Linked DNA regions of Sus scrofa: region 1 is linked to region 2. Evidence: chromatin contacts called from public Hi-C data. All regions are on one chromosome and are shown on one strand. The core of a region is the stretch at or near the end of the contact, and the rest is flanking DNA. Distances in the headings are between cores, read along the strand shown. Region 1 has its middle 29 kb from the start of A4GALT. Region 2 overlaps TTLL1 (probable tubulin polyglutamylase TTLL1).

Evidence for each region. Hi-C and Micro-C count contacts between places; a contact is called where the count stands out from the background.
Region 1: a contact with region 2 is called in a Hi-C map of subcutaneous adipose tissue, with 2.3 times the contacts expected there. A contact is called at or near these places in 4 of 47 Hi-C or Micro-C datasets (embryonic fibroblasts, mesenteric adipose tissue, retroperitoneal adipose tissue and 1 more) and 1 of 2 datasets of targeted methods (alveolar macrophages).

Annotation. Positions count from the first base shown.
Region 1 is chr5:6,110,249-6,114,643 of Sscrofa11.1, forward strand. No RefSeq gene overlaps it. Among named protein-coding and RNA genes, the nearest start is that of A4GALT, 29 kb to the left of the region's middle.
Region 2 is chr5:5,825,762-5,830,299 of Sscrofa11.1, forward strand. It overlaps TTLL1 (probable tubulin polyglutamylase TTLL1), which reads left to right. Exons shown (of 13, transcript XM_003481524.3): 13 at 1,583-1,861. The coding sequence ends at 1,712. Among named protein-coding and RNA genes, the nearest start is that of PACSIN2, 25 kb to the right of the region's middle.

The DNA of each region.
Region 1 (4,395 bases), core at 458-2,957, 280 kb after region 2:
ACACCCAAGATGATATTCTAAGTAAAAATGAAGATAAGCCAGGGAGATCCCCAGGCCGGGGATCAGATCCAAGCCACAGCTGCAGCGACGTGAGATCCTTCACCCACTGCGCTAGGCCAGGGATCGAACCTGCGTCCCAGAGCTCCCAAGACGCTGCCCATCCCATTGTGCCACAGTGGGAACTCCAAGAGGCTACACTTTATGTTATGTGTATTTTACCGCAATTAATTTTGTTTTCAATCATCATAAAGAGGAGCTGGGAAGGGTGGGGCCAGGGCGGGAAGCACCATGGCAAAGGCGGTGGTGGAACTTCAAAGCCGTCCAAGGGGATACGTGTCAGTATCGACTGCGCTTCAAAGACAAAAATCCGGGAGTTCCCGCCGTGGCGCAGTGGTTAACGAATCCGACTAGGAACCATGAGGTTGAGGGTTCGGTCCCTGCCCTTGCTCAGTGGGTTAACGATCCGGCGTTGCTGTGAGCTGTGGTGTAGGTTGCAGACGCGGCTTGGATTCTGCGTTGCTGTGGCTCTGGCGTAGGCCGGTGGCTACAGTTCCGATTAGACCCCTAGCCTGGGAACCTTCACATGCCGCGGAAGCGGCCCAAAGAAATAGCAAAAAGACAAAAAAAATAAAAAAATAACAAAGACAAAAATCCCAAACACGAAGTTCCTCAAATCTCAGGGAAACGGAATCACCTCCTCATTTGCCTTTAGCAACCCACTGTTTTAATTGCAACGTGGAACTTTCTTATGACAAAAACTTTCTTGGTCATGAAAGCCCACAAGTGACTCCAGTCAATAACTGTCCACCATGGAGTTCCTGTCATGGCGCAGTGGTTAACGAATCCGACTAGGAACCATGAGGTTGCGGGTTCAGTCCCTGCCCTTGCTCAGTGGGTTAACGATCCGGCGTTGCCGTGAGCTGTGGTATAGGTCGCAGACGTGGCTCGGATCCTGCGTTGCTGTGGCTCTGGTGTAGGCCGGCGGCTACAGCTCCGATTGGACCCCTAGCCTGGGAACCTCCATATGCCGCGGGAGCGGCCCAAAGAAATAGCAAAAAAGATAAAAAAATTTAAAAAATAAAAAAATAACTGTTCACCTGAGTGGGGGAGGGGGAGAAAATGATGATGATGATGACGAGGCAGCGGCAGGGACAAGGAACCCTTTCCAGCCGTTACTCTCAGCCAAGCAGGCTCATAAGCGCTTTATACACGCTTAACGCATTTAAGCTTCACACTCACCCTTTGAGGAAGGGTGTATGTGACCCATTTTGCAAGATGGCTAGGTCAGGACAGAACATTTGTGGTCAATGTCATTTTTTTTTTTTTCCCCACTGTACAGCAAGGGGATCAAGTTATCCTTACATGTATATGTTACAATTACATTTTTCCCCCACCCTTTGTTCTGTTGCATCAATGTCATTTTGACACTGGTCTTTAATCAACTTCTGCTTCTCCCATATTTCGCCAGTCTGACCAGCCATGCCAAACGAGTCCCCCTGGACAGAAGCAGCCTATCACAGAGAGGCCAGCGTGGGGACTGTGCCCCTGAAACCAGCCACCTGACTTCCTTGCCTTCAGAACTCTGAGCCCCGCCAATGCTGCTCCATCACCCTCTCCTCCATTTCCGCCTCTGCTCGAGCTTTGCGGTGGCTGGGGCTCCCAGCCCCAACCCCGGGCCACCCCACATCCCCTCTCGCTTCTGCTTTTGTCACCCCTAGTCATGGCCTTTTCACTCTGTCCCCTGTCCCAGGAAAGTCCCTACATGCTCGACAACCTCAGAGAAGCTAAATAAATGGAATATTTCTTCACCAGGAAATGCCATATCCTAGCCATGCTGGGAAATCAAGTGTTAGGTTTTTTTTTTTTTTTAATCAGAGTTTATAAAACCCCTGATGACTTTGTGATGTTTTGGCAGAGAGAAAAAAACCAAACCAAAACAAAACACAAAAGCAGCATTTCACAAAATGGATTTCTGGCCGTTGCAAAATATTCATAAACTGTCCCAACTTCCCAGAGAGACTAAAAGGAAAATTCAGCTGCAAACAGCTTCTTACTTTCCATCTGGGTTTTAAATGCAGTCCAACCCCCAGTTCCATTACAGAAGGTCAGAACTGAGGTTAAGGGAAAATAGTTCACGCAAAGAAAAGGAAGAGAGCAGCCTCCAGTCTCGAGCCTCGAAACAGCTGGAAGCCCTCAGCTCCGCCCAACCCTCTCCTATCACAAAACCACAGAATTTCAGGACAGGGAAGAACCACAGACCTGCTGGCCCAGCTATTACATCTCTGGACAAGTCCTTTCCCTTCCTGTTGGATCCTCTGTAAATTACCATACAATTTGAGATGAAGAAACAAACACTGAAATTAACAAAGGCTTAAAGAAGGTAGAATTTTATTTCTCTCTTAGGTAAGAGGCCAGAGGTGGACAGTCAGGGCTTAAGGATTTGGCTACTTCCCCACATCATTCAAACACCCCAGGCTTCTGCTACCCTATTGGTCCCTCCACACTCAACTTCTGTCTCATGGTCCAAAGCGGTTGCTCCAGCTCCTGCCATTGCACCCCTAGTCAGCCAGCAGACCCAACCCAGAGATCACTCCCATCGCTTCTGCTCTTAACCCACTGACTAGACCTTACTCCCCTTAATTGCAAGGGGAACTAGGGACGAAGCACAGGTAGGTGGGAAGACAGGTGCCCAGCTAAAACATCTATTGCTACATAAGACAGAGAGATGGGTAATGGGGAGGAACTGCCATGTCTGACCCCTCGGGCTCTTGTGGGAAAATGCAAGTCATTCTATGGCACACACTTCCAGAATGCCTTGTACTGAAGTATGAAGAATGTCGCATTTTGTTTTATTTGGAACTTGCCAGTGTTTTGGGCACAGTTCCACTGTGTTGTTAATGCCAAAATGACATCTCAAGAAAAAACGTAATGGCTTTTGGATTTTGCTGCTGGTTCAGACGGTGGGCTCTGGACCCAGACGGCTCGGGTTTGATTCTGGGCCCTCTTCCTGCATGGCTTGTGGCGGGTTACCTACCTGCTTGTGACTCAGTTTCCTCATCTGTAAAATGGGCAGAATAATTGTTCTTGCCTTATTTGTTTGGAGTGGGACCGCTTGTGGGAGCGGCCAGTACTGTACTGGGCACATTAGGAAAAGCTTGATAAATCCTATTTCTATTATCATTCCAGCTCCTGAGCCTCCAGTCCCATGTCTAAGTCTGTTTCCTCATATGTAAAATCAGAGGTGTGGTAGCTGATCTCCAAAGATGGTTCCAAGCCATCCCTCCCCTCTTTTATGCACATGCCCCTCCTATCAAGACGTGGCACTTACATCTAACCCCTTGAGTCTGGACTGGGACCGGGAGCCAGCAGAAATAGCGGTGCGCCACTCTGGCCCTGACCTTGGAGAAAACAGGCTGCTTCCGCTTCCTTCCTCTTGGAATCCAAAGGCCATGCTGTGAGGAAGCCCGAGCAGCCGAGGGACAGGCCCACTTGGAGGATAAAAGAGGCTCCCAGCTCACCCACAGTCTCCACCGAGCTCCCAGCCTTGTGAGTGAGTTCTCCGGGGAGTGGATCATCCAGGCAGTCCACTATCCCAGCTGATGCCACGTGGAGCTGAGAGATGAACCCACAGGCCTATGAAATTGCAAATTGTTTTATTTTATTTATTTATTTTGTCTTTTTGTCTTTTCTAGGGCTGCACCCACGGCATATGGAGGTTCCCAGGCTAGGGGTCTGATTGGAGCTGTAGCCACTGGCCTACAACAGAGCCACAGCAAAATGGGATCTGAGCCGCACCTGTGACCTACACCACAGCTCATGGCAACACCAGATCCTTAACCCACTGAGTGAGGCCAGGGATGGAACCCGCAACCTCGTGGTTCCTAGTTGGATTTGTTAACCACTGAGCCACGACGGGAACTCCAAAACTGCAAATTGTGAGCAAAGAAACAACTGCATTTGGGGGTGGTTTGTTAGGCAGCAATAAATGACCAGAAGGCATTCGATGGATAGAAGTAGGATGCTGTGAAAATAAAAACTTTACTCATGTGGCACTGGTTTGGGAACCAGATGGTAGGAAGGGCCTCAAGGAAATGATGAGTGAAAGCTTACACAACAGTGAAGAGGGAGTTCCCACTGTGGCACAACGGGATCATCAGCATCTCTGCAGCACCAGGACACAGGTTCAATCCCCAGCTGGACCTGTTGTTGCCGTAACTGCGACAGAGGGTTGCAACCGAAGCTTGGATCTGCCCTGGGAACTCCACATGCTTCAGGGCGGCCAAAAGAGAAAAAAAAAGAAAAAGAAAAAAGAAAAGAACAGTGAGCCGATGGCTACTGGATGCTGATGAATATGGGGGAGAGAAAGGTCCCCCTTTCTCTCTGAGAATTGAATCA
Region 2 (4,538 bases), core at 1,245-3,744:
ATGGAATTCCCATTGTGGCTCAGTGGAAATGAATCTGACTAGCATCCATGAGGACGTGGGTTCAGTCCTTGGCCTCACTCAGTAGGTTAAGGAGTCGGCGTTGCCATGAGCTGTGGTGTAGGTCACAGACGCAGCTCGGATCTGGCATTGGTGTGGCTGTGGTGTAGGCCAGCACCTGTAGCTCTGATTCAACCCCCAGCCTGGGAACTTCCACATGCCATGGGTGCGGCCCTAAAAAGAACGAGGAGTCCCCGGAGTGCAGCAGAGGGGTCTCCCCTCCACGGGCAGAACTGCCACTGTCCCTGGAGGGCCCTCTGGCCAGCATCCTCTCTCCTTGGGCTGACATGCTGGGACCTGATGTCCCCTCCAGCAGAGGAAACCCTGTCTCGTCTGCCGCGTGGATGACACTCAGCCCACTGGCCTTCCCCCTCCCTACCCATCCCTCTCAGCCCCATTTGCTGCCAGAAGCACAAATGCGCAGAAGACTCGCCCTTTAACCTCAGAAGCCTCTGCCCCACAGCACGCTCAACCACAGATTGTGATTCTGGAATAAGCTTGTGATGGAAACACACCCTTTTCCAGAAGTCTGCAGAAGGGAGCTAGTGCAGCGTAACCGAGTGTCTTTGTGCTTTTTGCGTTTGAGGTGAATGTCAGAGGGGCCTCGGTCAGGCGTGGTCAGCAGTGACCCCCAGCATGCACTTTCCCAGGGGACAGAAGCTTCACGCTCTGGGCTGCAGGGTAGAAAGTTCAGGGATTGGAATCCGGAGTCCTGGGTTTTATTTAATTCTACCTCTGCCATGTACCAGCTGTGTGACCTTAACACACTGGGTAAACCTCTCTGAGCCCCTCATCCTAATGCCTGCCGGTCTGTTCAGAGGGTCATAGGAAGCCACGGGCCGTAGGAGACCCCTCCGCTGGAGCCTGCGAGGTGCGAGGGGCTGTGGATTTCACCACTCGCACGCGGCTCCTGAGAGCGGGGCCCCACCCCAGCCAGAAAGGCCAGGAATCACCCAGGTGCCCTAGTGGTCAGGGGCGCTGAGGTTCTAGACCAGTTCTTTCTGATGCAGGGACGTTCGTGGGGGGCAGCAGTGGGCAGGGCAGGTCACAGCTGGTGGTGGCGGTGCTGGCCTGTCCCAGGAGTGAGCTCCTGAGCCTCTGGGTCCTGGCCTCCCTGCCTGGGCGGGCGGGTCACTCACACCCATCCCCGGTCTGGAATGGCGTTCGTCATCCCTGCCCGCAGATGCCGCGTGAGCTGCTGCGGGGAATGTGTTTCCAGACAGCACTTCCCCTCACTGCGCTGGTGTCCTCTTCTTTTCCTTGGCGGTCATTGCTGGATTCAGTCTGGTGGCCTGTCTCAAATGTCAGCTGCAGGGGCGGGACCGTCCACAACAGCGGCTTAACAAGGTGGCTCTCAGCTGCTCCGTGGCCTGGGGTGGTGGCTGGGGGGCCGCCAGGGCCACCTGGTGAGCAGGCGGGCTGGAGGTGTGGGGCACCGGGCCAGGCTGCTTTCTGGGTGAGGTGGGCTTTGCCACACCGCAGCCTCAGCCCCGCCGCCGCTGCTGAATCCCGGAACTGCTTCCAGGTACGACGAGGAGCTGGCACAAGGGGACGGGGCTGACCGGGAGCTGAGAAGTCGGCCGGGCCCGTCCCTGGGGCCCAGAGGGGGCCGATCGAGAGACTCGGGGAGAGCCACCCTCACAACCTGGAAGTGACCGCAGCGAGACCCCAGCCTGGACCCACCCGGGCAGAACTTGTCACTGCACCCCCCCGTCCAAGACCTATTTTGGAATTCCCTTTTTCTAGAGCTTTTTTCCTTTCCTAAACCCTGTAAATAAATAAAGGCACTTCTTTGGAAGGTCAAGGAGTCTGATGGGAAAACGCCGTTTCTCCTTTTCTCTCACACACACGGTACTTCCGACACCAGACGTGTCGGGATTTTTGCCACACCAGGCAATTCTGCGGTTCTTCCGCTGGCTCTGGGTGTCCCACAGTTTAACTCAACTCGGACACTGTCTGCCTGGAGATGGTGTCAGATGCCACAGGGGAGGGCTCAGCCCCGCAGGACTGCCTCCCGCTCTCATCACGTCGGGTGCCAGTCACAGGTCCAGGCTGTTAACTGGGCTTCCAACCAACTGGCTATAAATCAGGGGTTCCCACGACCCCATCCTGGGGTTCAATTAATTGGCTAGCGTGGCTCACGGAATCAGGAAAACAGTGTACTTGCTAGATTACCGGTGGGCTAACAAACGCGACTCAGGAAGAGCCAGATGGAAGAGGTGCTCAGGGTGAGGTGAGCTTTGGGGGCACCACCCTCCCAGCCCTTCCAGGCCTTCAGCAGCCTGGAAGCTCTTTGCACTCCATAGCCCATGGGTATTTATGAATAGACGTGATGGACTAATGCTCGGGCATTTGGATCGGCTCAACCTCCAGCCCCCCTTCCTTCCTGGGGACAGTTCCAACCCTCTGAGCACGTGGTTGGTTGCCATGGCAGCCAGCTCCCAAGCAAGGTTATCTACGGAGGAGCCCCAGCCACCCGTCAGTAGCGCAGACTCTGACAGGCTTGAGAGGGGCTCGTTAGGAAAAATAGAAGGCACCCATTTCACTGAGGAACTGGGAGCAAAACTAAACAGACAGATGTCGCGTAGCTCTTAGAAAGGAAATCACGGAGTTCCCCTCATGGCTCAGCGGAAATGAATCTGGCTAGGAGCCATGAGGTTGCAGGTTTGATCCCTGGCCTCGCCCAGTGTTGTCGTGAGCTGTGGTGTAGGTCGAAGACAAGGCTCGGATCAGGTGTGGCTGTGGCTGTGGTGTAGGCAGCTGTAGCTCTGAATCGACCCCTAGCCTGGGAACTTCCATGTGCTTTGGATGCGGCCCTGAAAAGCAAAAAAAAAAAACGAGGAAATCACAAAGGTTGTAGGAGTTGTGTGCCAGGGAAGGGGACAGAGACCAAATCTATACTTCTGATTATAAATCACATATAATTTTCTGATTATAAATCATTATAAATAGTATCACAATCTATTTCATAGAGCCGAAAGAACTGAATCGCAGATGTATAAAATGAGCTCTTTTGACAGAAAATAACAGCTTCGGCATGTTGTGTAGTCATGTTTTTAAAACTTTGTATCAACTGAAAACCAAAACCTGACGATCTTACAGAATCACGCGGCTGCGAGAAGCAAAATATTTAATCGGACAGCTACTCTGGTTTCATTCCTTCTTGCTTGACTGTGATTGGGAGGAAAACAGGCAACTAGAAATAATCCTCGGTGTTTATCGGTCCAAGGGCCTTTGTGTCGGTGCTCAGAGAAGGGTGGGTTTTGTAGGTGAGTCTGCCGTCGGGCGAGCCCAGACCATTCCCGCCACATGGCCTCAGTGACATCAGCCTCTGGGTTTACCGCAGACGCAGAGGTAAGCGCTGTTGGCAGCCACCAGCAGGACGAGCTCTGGATGGGGTGTGTTTACAGGGTGCCCGTGACTTACAGAGCAATGTGGGGTGGCCATCCAAGGCCCTGGGTAATGCGACCTTGATATTGAGGCCGGGTGCTGATGGCAGGTGTTGACCGCCAGCCTGGGAGTCAGACCTGGGCTTAAGGCCTGGCTCTGCCGTTTCTTGGTTGGTCCCAAGGCTGATGGTGGCTCTTTGGACCTTTGCTTCCTGGTATTTAAAAAGAGGATTAATTCTCTTTGCCTCGGAAGTCACAAGTGCCACTGCCCACCCTGCCTCGCTTTGCTCCAGCCCCACTGCGTCTTCCTCCCCAGGCAGGTGGCAGAATCCACGCAGCCCCGGTGGCCTCCACACATGGCTGTCCCACCCACCACTGCTTACAACCCAGGCTCTCTGTTCTGTTGCTTTATTGTTGCGTCTCGGATGTGTCTGGGAAAGGGTGGAGTCCCTGGCTGGGAAGTGACCTCAGGCTGAGCCCCGGGGCAGTTGAATCAGGCCGGAGGGGAGACGTTAGCTTGCCGTTGGCCAGGTTGCTAGGTGAGAGCAAAAGTCTGCTAAAGAGATTTATGTCAAATATTGACGGTTACATTAGCGATGTCCTGTTCTGGGCAGATGTTTCCTCCCACTGGTTCCAGAACACACACGGGTGGGAAGTATGCGGTGTCCGAAGCAGGCGACGGGAAACTCCCAGGCTGGAAACAGACCGTCCATCCCTCGGCCCAGGCCCCCAGCCCTGATGTCCCATTTGGAATCATCCAGGATGGCAATTTCCATTTTCTTATCCGCTCCCGTTAATTTTTTCCATTTGATTTTGGAGGAAGGGGGTTATTTCTGAAGTCTGAAAGTTTTCAGCATCTGGTCATTTCACAATTTATTTTTTTATTTTTATTTTTTGGTCTTTTTAGGGCCACACCCGCAACATATGGACGTTCCCTGGGCCTGGGGCAAATCAGAGCTGTAGCCACCGACCTACACCACAGCCCAAGCGGAATCCTTTACCCACTGAGCAAGGCCAGGGATCGAACCTGAGTTCTGGTGGATACTGGTCGGGCTTGTAACCTGCTGAGCCACAACGGGGACTCCCTCGCAA